Linked DNA regions of Dromaius novaehollandiae: region 2 is linked to region 1. A link is a contact called in public Hi-C data. All regions are on one chromosome and are shown on one strand. The core of a region is the stretch at or near the end of the contact, and the rest is flanking DNA. Distances in the headings are between cores, read along the strand shown.

Evidence for each region. Hi-C and Micro-C count contacts between places; a contact is called where the count stands out from the background.
Region 2: a Hi-C map of liver shows a contact between it and region 1, with 13 times the contacts expected there. The contact joins the enhancer-like site here to the promoter of KIF26B in region 1. A contact is called at or near these places in 2 of 4 Hi-C or Micro-C datasets (brain and liver).

What each region holds. Positions count from the first base shown.
Region 1 is chr3:88,484,412-88,491,072 of bDroNov1.hap1, reverse strand. KIF26B (kinesin family member 26B) reads right to left here and starts at 2,477. Exons shown (of 15, transcript XM_026102604.2): 1 at 2,351-2,477; 2 at 1,613-2,014. The coding sequence starts at 2,413.
Region 2 is chr3:88,998,889-89,005,371 of bDroNov1.hap1, reverse strand. All of the region lies in intron 6 of SMYD3 (SET and MYND domain containing 3), which reads left to right. Among named protein-coding and RNA genes, the nearest start is that of SMYD3, 240 kb to the left of the region's middle. Within about 2 kb of position 3,616, at least 2 of the 2 cell types and tissues checked have open chromatin away from gene starts, as enhancers often do.

The DNA of each region.
Region 1 (6,661 bases), core at 1,228-3,727:
CATCACTGCAAAATCTGCCTGTTCTTTGCTATCTAACAGTTTGTGAGAAACAGGAAGCCTTGCTGCTTACATTTTATCCTCACCCATCTCACTTATTCTTATGGTCCCCATATCCGCACTGGCAATTTCACACCTATACCCACAGCTGGTAATCAGTGCCAAATCATGCAGCCTGAAATCTGTAAGGATTCTGATACAGGGTGACTTTTCAAGGAATTAGCTATGTATTAATAGTCAATTTAACTGTATTAATTTTTCTTGGTTCCCCCCTTCCCTTTTCATGAATAATTCAGTTAAGCCAGCTCTTGAGAAAAGGTTACAACCAGCCCTTTAGTCTTTTGTTCAAGACAGCACCAAATCCCTCTGTAACAGCACATAAATAAATACCGGTGAATACAACACAACAGTAATACCACGGACCCTTCCACAGCAATCAGCTCTTTTCCATGATACCTCTTTATTGTAACCACTAACGAAAACTCTTTGAAGTGGAAGAGTAAATATTATCCGTTGATAGTACCTGACCCAACAGGGCAAACAAATTTGCATTGTGTTACATTCTGGGAGCTCTAGACCCATTCACAATACAACACTCGCAGGGTTGCTATGGAGGGGCCCAAAGCTTACTATTTTGGTAGCACTGGTTCAGCCAAAAGCTGGTGATCACTTTGTATGGCTGTTAATCTTTATATGCAGTACAAATGAGGACAAGAAAAAAACAAGACAAAATAAAACAAAACCAGGGAATTTCAGAGTGTGCCTTTAGAGGGACTAGATTCTCAGCAGAGACAGAAAGCACACTTCTCTCTCCTACCACAAGCAGTCAGCTTTCAAAACCTGGGGCCAGATTTCAGAAATGCTTGCTTGCTCTTTAGGCACTGTATTTTTCAACCCAATGCTCTGGGTATTTTTAAGGTTTCTTCTGGAAAAAAAAAATCTAGCTGCTTCTCTGCAAAAGGGAACCAACACCAAGTTGTCCTTCAGTTAATGAGACCCTGGAGATCTGGGTTCAATGCCATGGTCTGCCACAGCCTTCCCAAGTGACCTTAGGGCTCAGGCTGTATTTCAGTGCTTCATCTGGACCTGGAGCTACAGGAGGGTCGCTCTTATGCCAGGCGCGGCATGGGAATTACAAACTGCAGGCATCAGACAGTACACACCTTGGCTGCCAAGTCTCGGGTCATTTTGCAAACGCAGCTTTTAGGGATGGAGGAGAGCAAAAGGGGAAGGGACCGATAACTCCCATGTGATATTCACAACCCTGCCTGTCCTTCACGGGGAAGGAGAAAACAAATCGTGGGAAATCACCGTGCAAACCACCCTCCATGCAAAGACAGGCGGAGGCACGGTGCGAGCCTAAGTCTGCCACAGAGGCCCCGAGGCCTTCAGCCCTCCAGGGACAGAGGGGCCCTGCTCCACGCGAAGCAAGAGGAGGGGGGTGGGACGTGGCTACAAGGCAAAGAGGGGCCAGTCCAGATAACCCCCGAAAACCTCGGCGGCGGCACGGGCGGAGGAACGCCTCGGCGCGGAGCCCGCTCGCCGCGGCAGCGCCGGCGGCGGGGCAGGGTGCCCCGGCCAGCCCCGCGCACACGCCGGGCGCCCGCTCTCTCACCTTGCTGCTGACGGGCCCGGGGATAAGAAGCTTCAGCGCCTGCCTCTTCAGCTCCGCCAGGCGGGCGTTGCAGTGCTCGCACCAGACGCCGCGGTCGGAGCCCGGCGAGGAGCCGCCGCCGCTGCCGGAGCCCGGCGAGCCGGTGCCGAAGCCCGGCGAGCCGCCCAGCGAGCCGGGGGAGCTGGTGCCGATGCCGGGCGAGGCAGGCCCCGGCGAGCCCGTGAAGGAGCCCGGCGACGAGGTGCCGGAGCCAGGCGATGGGGTGCCGGAGGAGCCCAGGGCAGAGCCGGCTCCCTCCGGCGCCGGGCGGCTCCCCGCCCGGGACTCCTCGTAAGCCTTCCGGTACCAGCTCTCGGGGGAGAAGGGGGCGGCGGGCTTGGTGGGGGAGCAGGGGTCGGTCACCTGGAGCGGGAGAAGGAGGGAGGCAGCGGGTCAGCGCGGCGGGGCCGGCGGCGCTGGGAAGTTTCACTCAGACGCGCCGCGCCCGCGGACCCCCCGCGCCGCGCCGCGCCCCCCCCCCCCCCCGCCGCGCTCCGCCGCGCGCCCGGAGCGGCCGCCGGGGCCGCAAAAGTTGCGCGGGGCGGGGGGCTGGCGCCGCGGGGCCCGCGGCCGTTGGCGGCCGTTGGCGGGCAGCGCGCGAGCAGCGCCGGCAACCGCCGGGCGCGGGGGGAGGGGCGCGGAGCCCCCCGCACCGCGGCAGGCGCAGGCGGCCGTGCCTCTCCTCCGCGGACAACTTACCCCGTATTTTCTGCTCCGCGTCGTGACTGCAATTCGCTCCTTATTTCCAGCCACTGAATTCATGATGGCTTGACAACTGGAGAATTTCCTACAGGTTTCCCAGTTTACATCCGCAGGGAATTCTCGCCGCCACAGAGGCTCCCCGCTGGCTGGGCAGGCGGCAGCCTCTGCTCTGGGTGCAGCCTTCTCCTCAGGCAGCACTCAGCCCCCAGACACCATCAATTCTCGGGAAAATGTTTAGGATTCGGGTCTTTCTCCAGCCGGTTCTTCCTCATTGTCTTCTCCCTCGTTCACGTACGATCCGTGCTCTCACAGGAGCAGCAACACCCAGAGTACCGGCATTTCCCCCAGCAGACAGTACGGTTTTCCTCCGCGAGTGAAGCGAAGCATCCAGGGGAGCTTCAGGAAGGTGCAGGAGCAGCAGCGCTCCCCGCGCAGCCCAGCCTGCTCCCTCTGCTACTGTGGTAACTTGTTTCCTTCACCAAGGTTTGTAACTGAGTTAAAAGAAATCCTCCAAAAATATCGGGAGCCAGTCTCTGGGAGGAGCCTCTGAGTCCCTTGCAGCCAATATCCTCCTGCCCGCTTGTGCCTGACAGTTTCGTGAGGGAAGAGGGGCTCGGGCTCCGCGCTCCCCGGCCAGCCGCGGAGCTGCAGCGCGCCTGCACGGGCGCCCCCGAAGGCGCCACACGCCCCGCCGGAGCCGCGCCGCAGCTCTGCGCCGGCTGCCGAGCAGGGTCCATTTTATTTTGCAGTATTGCTTGATTGACATTTGCGATTTTCCCCCGTTTCTTGAAAAGGGGGGGGGGGGGGGTGAGGAAACCTTGTTGCTTCCACTGCAGTTATTGGTTAGTTGCCTGTGTTGAGGGCTTTAACGAACGTGATTTCACAAATGTTCCGAATCTCCCTAAATAACTGTGAAAGAAAAGCAGGCTGCATCTATGACAGTCACTGGCATCTCTTTTCCATGTTGTAATTTTAGGTGTATTAAATTAACTTGCAGTCGAGGGCATAATAAAGCGATCTCTTAACAATAAAATTCTACACACTTTCTTCCTTATTAATCTTTCCCTTTTAATTATGATTTCTTTTCACAGACTATGTGTATCTGGTTACTCATCCTTATTTATTTCAAATCCTTACGACAGCACAGTCATCTCTAATAAATCTCCCTCCTCAAAACAAGTTGCTGATTTATTTCCTCAGAAATGGATGCAGTAAAGAGCTAAATGCCAGACTCCCGATATAGTCAAAATACAGGGTGATGCAAATGAGAGGGCAGAATGCACAGGGGACTTAAATCCACCTTTCTACCTTACTCCATATAAACACACCCTTTCAGCATGTCTGATGTCTCCTGGGCTGCAAGGGCCGCGAGGAACTAAAACCGTTCCACTGGATCACCGAGGTAGGAAGCTCCCAGTGCCTTTCAGTTTTCATAACTATTCTGCCAGTATTAAAGGTGCATAAGATGCTCTATTATGTTTTAACTTCACTGGATTATTGCTCTTACGGTGGAGCAGCCATTCCTGTTCTGGGTAAGAAAGCTTTAGTCTAAGCTGCAGAAGCAGTGCAGCCCAAGGTAGCCAGATTGCACCACTAGTGCCTTATGCGTTTACATATGGGCCACGAGAAAGCAGACAAACAGGCAAACAAAGGAGACGTGTCCTAGCTCCTATTGCGAGCGAATGGGTTTCACATAAATCCACATGCAAAGATCCCACGTTTTGTTCTGTAGACAGACGTGATCAGGATGACAAGGTAACGCAGAAAAATGCAGTGCAAGTTTATAGCAGTACTGAGTGGGTATACACTGTAGGCCCGAAGACACTGACTGTAGGCAGCCATGTGCCATTTACACCATGGTGTATAACTTTTAATTTTCCGGGATTAGCATTTCTGGTGGCGAACTGGCAGATTTGCTTTGTTTTTCATCAGACCTTTGACACGCTGCTAGCTATGCCTGCCTAACCACATCTGCTCTGTCAGTGATCATCCTGTGCGTAACGGCATGCCCACCTTGCGAGATGACGCCTCTCCTGTGGGCAAGGGGGCAACGGACCGACGGGCGCGCTGACAAACGCCGGGCTGCAGGCTGCAGCCCCGCAGGGCGAAGGTCTGCCCGCGCCTCCCCGTCCGCTCCAGCTCCAGGGCACCGGGGCTCGGGCAGCGCCTGGCGCGGCGAGCCGGGCCGTGGCGAGAAGCTGCGATGCGCCCGGAGCTGCGCCGCCCCCGCGGCTGGGGGAGCCGGGCTTTGGGGCGGCCCCACGGCGCGCGGGCACAGCTGGGCAGGCGCCCGGCCCGGCCCGGCCCCGCGGAGCGGCGTTCGCGGGCGGCGGGCGCCCTCTGCGGGCTGCCGCGGCGGCGGCGCCTGGCCGGCTCCGGGGCCCCGCGCCGCCCTTCCTCCCCCGTCCAGGGAAATGCCTGCCGTCCTGGGCAGGGGATCGGCCCCACCGCGCAAGGCTGCGAAGGGCTGTCGGAGCCCTTCTTCTCCTAAGGGAGGGGGGAGAGGCTGCTCTCGGGGGTGCTTTTGAGCCAGGGTTTAAGCGACACAGCTGCTCTTCCCCATGGCTCATAGGGCACCTCACGCCGGCATGCGCACCCTGAAAGCCAGGCTGGAGCAGCACCTGCCCCCCAGCCAGCTGCTGCCTGCCTGGCGATGCTTCCCTTCGTTTCTGCTTGCTGCCACCTGTGCGAGGGCCCAAGCAGCAAGCCAGCATGAGCCAGGCAGCCGCAGTGATCCAGGGTCCTGCCGAGCCACCAGCAGCCTTGGCGCGTGCCAGCAGCAGGCCTGAGGGGAGGGCATCTCTTGCCCTCCAACTGAGGGGCAGTGGAGTTGCCCCGGGATAAAACTTACCCATTGGCACAGCAGGATCTCAAAGGGATTGTCTACAACTGCCTCAGGCCTCAGCCAGTGACCAGTGGGATGGAGAACTGGGGTCTTTCATGACTGGGTGAGGAGAGAGACCACTTCCAGTCGAGAAATTAGGATCTCAGGAAGTGGTGAAATTATCCTTTGAGCTGAAGACTTTCGACAGCTAATTCTATCACCCCTCCGGTTTGGGGGAACCTCTGAGATGGTGATGCTGAGAGACGGCCACTTACATCGTGCAGTGTCGAATGATTGCAATGGCCAGGCTTGGGCGCTGACTCTGTTGCTGTTGGATCATCTCTCCCTCTTCACAGGTATCAGTGTTTACAGACATTCTGTGTCATTCAAGCAAGGCTTTATGGAACATCCTGTGGGAATTTTTGGAAGCTGAGATGCTCCAAATTCTCCAGTTGGAGATATTTTACTGCTAAAATATTTTGTGCTGGCCAAAGTAGAAGATCATTCCAGCAAGAAGCTCTGCTAAGAGCCCTTTCTCTGGGTTAACACCTTCCTCTCTGAGAAACATTGAAGTATGGCTTTTTCCCTTTCTTCAGGCTTTTTTTGTGAGGAAGTTCAAAAGGTTACCTTCTAATCCCTTCTGCTCAATGTGTATGTGTAGGTCACTAAGGAGAGAAAGACATTTGCTCAGCAGAATCATCAATATGCCAATGACATGCAGAGCCACAGCTACTTCTTGATTTCAAGTTTACACATTTCTTTTGTTACCGTAACTGGTACTCATGGGAAGCTGCCTTAACTGTAATCCTGGCACATGAGTTATGCTAGCAGTTCAGAAGAAATAGCTAGTCCATAAGATTGTTTCCAAACTTATTTCTTCTGCTACAGAGTACTGGTCTCGCATTGGATCCCTCACTGATAGCAGCTTTTCCAGTTCTAGTTTAGGCAGTGGATGAGATTTCCCCATCCTAAGATGAACTTCGGTAAGGTAACTTACACTGTGTGATCCCAACTGTAAATTTATTGTGATGTGAGTTATCAGAATAAAATAGCTAGAAGTCGTGGTGGCTGCAGAGCACACTATAGTAGGATTATGAAGAAAGATTTTTTGATCTGTAGATATTTTTAGATTTATTATTCGGTTAGGGGTGTTCTTAATTCCAGCCATAGAGATGAAGAAATGATGTTGTTCAGACATTTATAAGTAAGCGAGGGGGAGCCAGAGCCTTGGATCCAAGCACAAGTGTCAGACAGAGGTTCAAACACAAGCCTGTCTCAAAGCGTTGAGGGTGGACTCTGATCTGGACCTAGATATTGCTCCTCTGTGGAGTGTTATGATCTGTCTTTTAGCTAGTATGTAAACCTCCAGTTTCTTCATCGCATGTGCATTTGCTCGGCTGTGCTATCACTCTGCTGCTTTGAGTGGATTTCTTCTGAATGTATCTCAGTGTGGGTGCAATTAAATCTGATCTAGAAGTTCAGCT
Region 2 (6,483 bases), core at 2,367-4,866, 510 kb before region 1:
GTTGTAGGCTGCAAACACAAATGCAGCTACAGCACTAGTGGCTGAAAGCTTTTGATAACTGATATTTGTGTGAAGGTTGTGCAGTCCTGTTATCGGTTGGCCTAAGTCCAGCTTCTGGTAAATTGACTGTCCCCAAAATGAATGGATCTTACAAAGGATGTTCTTAAGGCTGGTTGAAAACAAGAAACAGGTTTTAAAAAAACTGAAAGGTGTTGGTTCATTAGATTCAAAATAGACTTGTTTCCTTTTTGTATAATTTTTCTCATGATGTTTCTTACAGAAACTTCTTCTGAAATAGTTTCTCAGGTGTGTGTTGGCCAAAAATCTCCTTCTTAGTAAGTGATCATATTTGGTGGTAAATGACACTCTTCAATGAAATATTAGGAAGAAATTATGAAATTTTCATGCAAATTGAATGGTTTGATTATAGCAATTTTGCTTTAGAAAAAAGGCTTAATTATTTTTTTTCCTAGCTGTGCTAATGTTGCTATTCTGGCCTGAGGAAAATGGCATTGACTGATGTTTCCGTGAAAGCATGCAGATAGCCTTTATAAATCTACACTAACAAGAAGTTTAAGCTTCCCAGTAAATTATTTCTACTAAGCATTATATTTAACACGATAAATAATCCTATGGACTTCTATAATGTTATTTCCAATGGCTATATTTGATATTCTGTTTGTGGGATCAGGGCCTGTGAGTCTTGTATATTAACTTTTTTGAAGTTTTTTATTTATAATTTTATATGTTTCAATTCTGAAATAGTTACTTTACAGAGTCTACTGGCAGCTGTAAGAAACAGAATTCAACAATGAATTTTAGGGGAATTTTGAGGTATTCCTTGCCCAAACTCATTTTGTGGTTAAGAAAAGGACTTGGGTTTGGAGAGATGTTAATTCAATGTACCTGCACAGTAAATTTGCTTATAAGTTTCTAATAAAAGGAGAGGAACTGAATTTTCAAATATGCGTAAATGTGCATAACTAGGCGTGGGAACCCAGCTCAAAACTGGAGCTCCGGTTCCAGTCTCTGCCCTGTCATTCCTTGTTTGCACTAGCCCCAACGTTCTCCCGTAACCCTCCAAATGGGTTTTGATTCTCATGGTGATCATAAGATAGTGAGGGAAACTCTGCTGCAACAGTTCATACAGCAATTTTAGAGCAGTGCAAATAAGAACAAAATGTGCCGTGTTCATTACAAGCTGCTGTGTGGGATTTAGCCTTGAGGAAAGACTATTTTAGGCATCTAGATAGGGATGTTTCACACTATTTCCAAGCTGACAAACTGGGAGGGGATTTATAATACTCCAGTCCAAGTTCTCTACTTGTTTTGTAGAGATTGCTTCATCTTTACAGGATGAGTTATGAACGCATCTATAGCAAACAGGAAATGAATCAAGCTATCTAATCTGTGCATCAGAGGAAGCTCCCCCTGCACTCCAAACAAGTCTGCCATATCGAGTTTGAAGAGCAAAAGCCTGGATGTCTTAGGAAACTAATGTCTTAATCTGTTCCTTTCTCCTTACTATTCAAGCACCTTGATTCCCTAAATACAAGCGGATCAAAGTTACACTGAATGAGAAAATCAACTTCTAAAATGAAGAGAAATAGAAAAGTCTTTGGCAACATGATCTGAGAAAAAATTAAATGTGATCATGACGAATTAGAGCATGAGATTAATCTTTGTATGTAGTAGAAGCACTGCTAATGTAGATTCTGCTAATTGGATCATCAAGGAGAGAATACTCCCAGCTCCACACATCCAGACACTGGGTCATGAGCAGTTTGTAGTCACACAGCGAAACAGGTATTGAACTCATATTTATGTAAAATGTGTACACATAGTATGTGTAAAACACATATTTAAACTTGCCCTCCTTTTTTTTTATTATCTAAGCTATATGGTAACGTTGCAGTTTCCTCTTGTGTGTGTGGAGACCAGAGAAAGTCCTTGTTCTGCAAAGAGACTGTCGCTGGGTGCTGGCGTTTCCTGGGTGCTGCTGCTCTCCTGGACGCGTTGCGTGGTGCTGAGTGCTGCTCTAGCCTTGCTCTTAGCAGTCCCTCCTACCGGCGCGAACCGCGGGATCCTGCTGAAATTAGGTTGTGTTTTTGCTTACTCTGAACTAGCGTTGTTTTGCCCCAGAGTATTTAATTTTCTTTTCCTGAAGGGGTCAATGTTGCTACAAGTACCAAGCATCCAGTGGTTTCCCAACAGGGATCTAAACAAAAGCGTTCGAGCCCTAGGAAACACCAGGCACCTTCCTGAACGTTTTAGAGTAGCGTGATTCATGCCAAGCACCTGAAGGATGGCCTCACCTTTTGACGTACTCAATTACTTATATAGAGCCATTTTTATTAATACTGTAAATGAACCATTAAAATAAAAAGCCAGCAAATGCAATCATTGCTGTGAGGATCAGTGATTTCAAAGAAAAGTTTTTCAAGGGGGTAAACAGCATAAAACCTTTTTTCCCCGGTTTTATTTTTCTTTCATTCCCTTTGTTGTCTGCCTTTAATGTTGGCAATGCTTTTAAACCCAGTGAATCAACGGTTCATATTTTTTAATTGTCTTTTCAGAAACTCTTAATTGTTACCACAGGGAGTGGAATTAGACTGAACCTTTAAAATGAGTTTTAGAACCCAGGCAGCTTCTATTGTGAAATATTTTTAAATGAAATTTCTTGGAACTTCTGTACCATTGAATGAGCATTTTCCTTTTTTGTTCCTTTCCGTCTCCAAAAAAGGAAAGAATGCCTCTGAGCAGTATTTCACATGTTAAATAGCCCTATGTTTAACTATTTGTTTAAATAGTTTTCCATGAATAGTATCAGCTAGATAGTAAAAAATTAATTGAAATTATCTAGTATGCCAAAATACTACAAAAAAGATTTTATGACATCATTTGCATGGGAACTCAGATGTTTATTTTGATCTCGAGCCAGGCCCAATTTTGTTCCTACTGATGTTTGTTTGGGTTAGATCAAGTGCTAAGAGTTTAAAATGGCAAAGCAGCTCTGCAAGTGGATAAAGGATAAACAGTTGCATATTGCACAAGGCGTGTACCTGATGTGCTGCTCAGAGATGGTCTTTGCTGCTGCAAGAGTCTTCCTTCCTTCCACTAATTAAGGATCAGAGGATAGCATTTGCTCCAAAGTTGATTTTTCAAACATTGGTTTGTTGATGGCAACACTCTGTCCTTCTTAATTTGCAAGCAAGCACATTTTCCCCGTTAGAGCTGCCCGAAATGTGCCTGCCTATTGGAAAGAAGGCAGGACAGCCTCAGCCGCTCCGCTGTGTCTGTGCTTTTCCTCATTTCCTGTGCTCGAACAATTTCTGAAGAAGTGCTGATTGAGTTCTCTATTTGTCGTTTCCCACTTCAAAGTTTGAGCACGCACAGATCCCTAAACAGGTATAAACTCTTTTTCTCCTGGACAGCGTCTGTACTTGTATTCGTGAGTCACTAGGGCCACGTACCCCCCTGACGGAGGGAGGGAAAGAGCAGCTCCCCGTGTCTGTCGTGCCGGCCGTGTTGTATTTAGATACCCGCAACAGGAGCGCGCCGGGAGGCGGGCGGCCGCGCTGGGGCTGCTGGGGGCTGGTTGCCAGCGGCTCAGCGACGCCTGCCCTCGCGCAGCCCTTCGCAGCGCTGCAGCTGTGGGACCTCCGCCAGCGGCTGCGCGTTAAGCAGGTGTGGCGGCCTTTTGGCTGCTTTTCCCGAAGTTCTCCCTGTTGTCTCTGCAAAAACAGTGTGCGGCTTGCAGGCGCTCTCAGAGATAACATTTGTGTCTCTTCTGAAAGCTGACACGCACCATCTTCCCCTTAGACATTTAAGGAAGAAACTTCCTGTGTCAGCGATGAGCCTATGCTTGAATTCTCAGGCACTGAAATGAGGTGTTTCACTGAGCAAGGTGGTGCTCACTCTCCGATATTTCCTAGATGGTGTGTCCCTTTTTTTGTATGTAAGAGTTCAGTGCAAGTTAATCAGTGCGTGCTGAACAAATATCACGGTGAGAATTATGACATTATTTTAGGAGGTGATGCTGTCTGAAAATAGCATTTCACCCAGTTGCACTTCATGTTCCGTTTGAGATACCAGTGACTGGAAGTGGAAGTATTTGTGCAGTGTTAAAAATCTCTCTTAATTAAGCAAGAAAAAAAAGATTAACATTTCATCATAGGGCTGGTAAATGATTTCAAGATGAGGTATATGCACACAATCATGTTCAAGAACATCTTGTACTTAAAGAGGCATTAAAATGTTGGGTTTGGTGAGTACATCTATTGCATAGAAATATCTAGTAGAAATGGGGAAAAAATCAATGTTTACAGTATCTGATCAGTAAAATAGCAGATTAAGGAAGAATGGAGGGATATTTTTGGACTGTTTTATTTCAAAGAATCATGAAAGTGCTGTTTTGAAAAAACTCTGGAGGTCATCCACTGCAAGCTTCTTCTCAGAAGCAGGCTGTCACCAACACTACATCAGATCAGTCATTGCCTTGTCCGGGTGAACCTTTCTAAGGTTAGAAATTCCATGACCTCTTCAGCAGCCTGTTCCCAGCTGCACTGTCCTGCTGGTGAAAAAGTTTTTCCAGCTGTCCAGCTTGAACCTCTGAAGCTGTGACTTGTGCTTGTTGTCCTTGCCATGTTGTCTGGAGCTACCAAGGTCAGTTTGGCGATGTTGTCTTAATAACCACCCTTCAATAGTTGTAGACAGTTATTAAATCACCCTGTGGCCTCCTCTTCACCAGAATAAATGTGCCCAGCTCCTTCACCCTCTCTGCATATGGTATGTGCTTTAGGCCTCTGATCATCTTGGTGGCCCTTTGCTGCGCCCTCTCCAGCGTCTCTGCATCCCTCTTGAACTGAGGGACCCAAAACTGGCTTTCACCCTTGCTGAGCAGGGGTGTAACAGCTTCCCTTGGTCTGCTAGCCACGGTCCTCCTAATGTGATTCAGTATGCAATTTGTTTTATTCGCAGTCAGGGCTCGCTGTTGCAGCCTGATGTCAGACGCTGTAAGAGACGCTGCTTAGCCACGCATTTCCCAGCCTATGTCAGCGTATAGGGTTTTTCCGCTCCAGGTGCAGAAGTCTGCGTTTTTCCTCATTGAAAGTCTTGAGGTGTCTGTTGGATCAGTCCTCAAATTTATTGAAGTCTTTCTGGACTGAGACTCTGGCATTGACCATATCAGCTACTCCCCCTAGCTCCATGTCATCTGAAAGTCTGCTGAGTCTCTTCACTTCCTACCGAATGGAGGTCAGCCTATAAAATCCTACTGATAAAGTTCATCCTGTTGTTTTTATTTTGATAGCCTCCTTACTGCTCAGAAAGGCTTTTTGGAGAAAAACTTCCATTATACATAAGATGATACTCCGACTTTCCTAAGAGAAGGAAAGACTCAATTAGTAGTAACGCAAAAGTTGGTATTTTGTTTCTTATTCAGTGATGATGTAGATATATTTAGGTTAACTTATGAAATTTTATAATCTCTTTCTGTTTTTTCAAGCACAGCTGAAAAAATGTTTTCTGTTGTCTTTATTTCACTGACTGATATAAACTCTGTACTGTGTCTAGATCCAGATATAATTTCTTGTAGCTGTTTTGAACAAGAAGTGTTTGATTTGTGACAAAGCAGTGTGATGTGTGTTAAGAAAGTATTTTCAAGTTTGATTCTATAGTCTCTTTTAGGTGAAGAAATGTTCATACCACATTTGGCCTTCTAAAATCTGTATCAGATGTGTTGTTTCTTGTTTCCACATGTATAAGTTTCTATTGCCTCAGGTACTATTTGACAATTTTAGCCTGAGTAAGGGACACTCATCGAATTCTGTACTACCTTAAAAATGTGGTAAGAATAGGTTTTATGTACCCTTGCCACATTGTCCAGCGATTAATTGTTCTGTACTGCATTTGTTCAAAGCCACTCTTTTACTATGTACAATTTATCGAGCAGCTCATGGAAGCATAAAAACCTTAACAAGCTATTTTACTGTATCTGTTTTATCTGAAATTTCTATGTGTACTCGCATGTTCAAAAGGAGAAAAATATTGCACAAATGAGTGTATATTCAAACAACATCTTACCAGAGTATACATTGATTGATGCTGGCTAAAAGAAACTCAGTGTCTCATCCTGAAAAGTCTTGAAATTAGAGATATTTCCATCATGTAATGTGAAGGGTGCAAGCTTCTAATTTGTTGGCTGACCCAACTACTGAGTCTATATGAAGTATAAATTTGCAAGACCCAGGCCTAAAAAAAATCCCAATGTAAGAATTATTATTTCTAGTTATGTATACAACAGAGTTTTTTGAAAGCGTTCCCTATATATCTTAATTATTGTTATAGGAAGAATGTGTATATAATGTACAGGGTCCCACACACTAAAGCTTGGTTAATCTGGCATAGTTCCAGTTTGCAGCATAGAGTCCCACTTGGTAATACAATATGAAATCCAGTAAGCCACAAGATTTTGTACTGGGG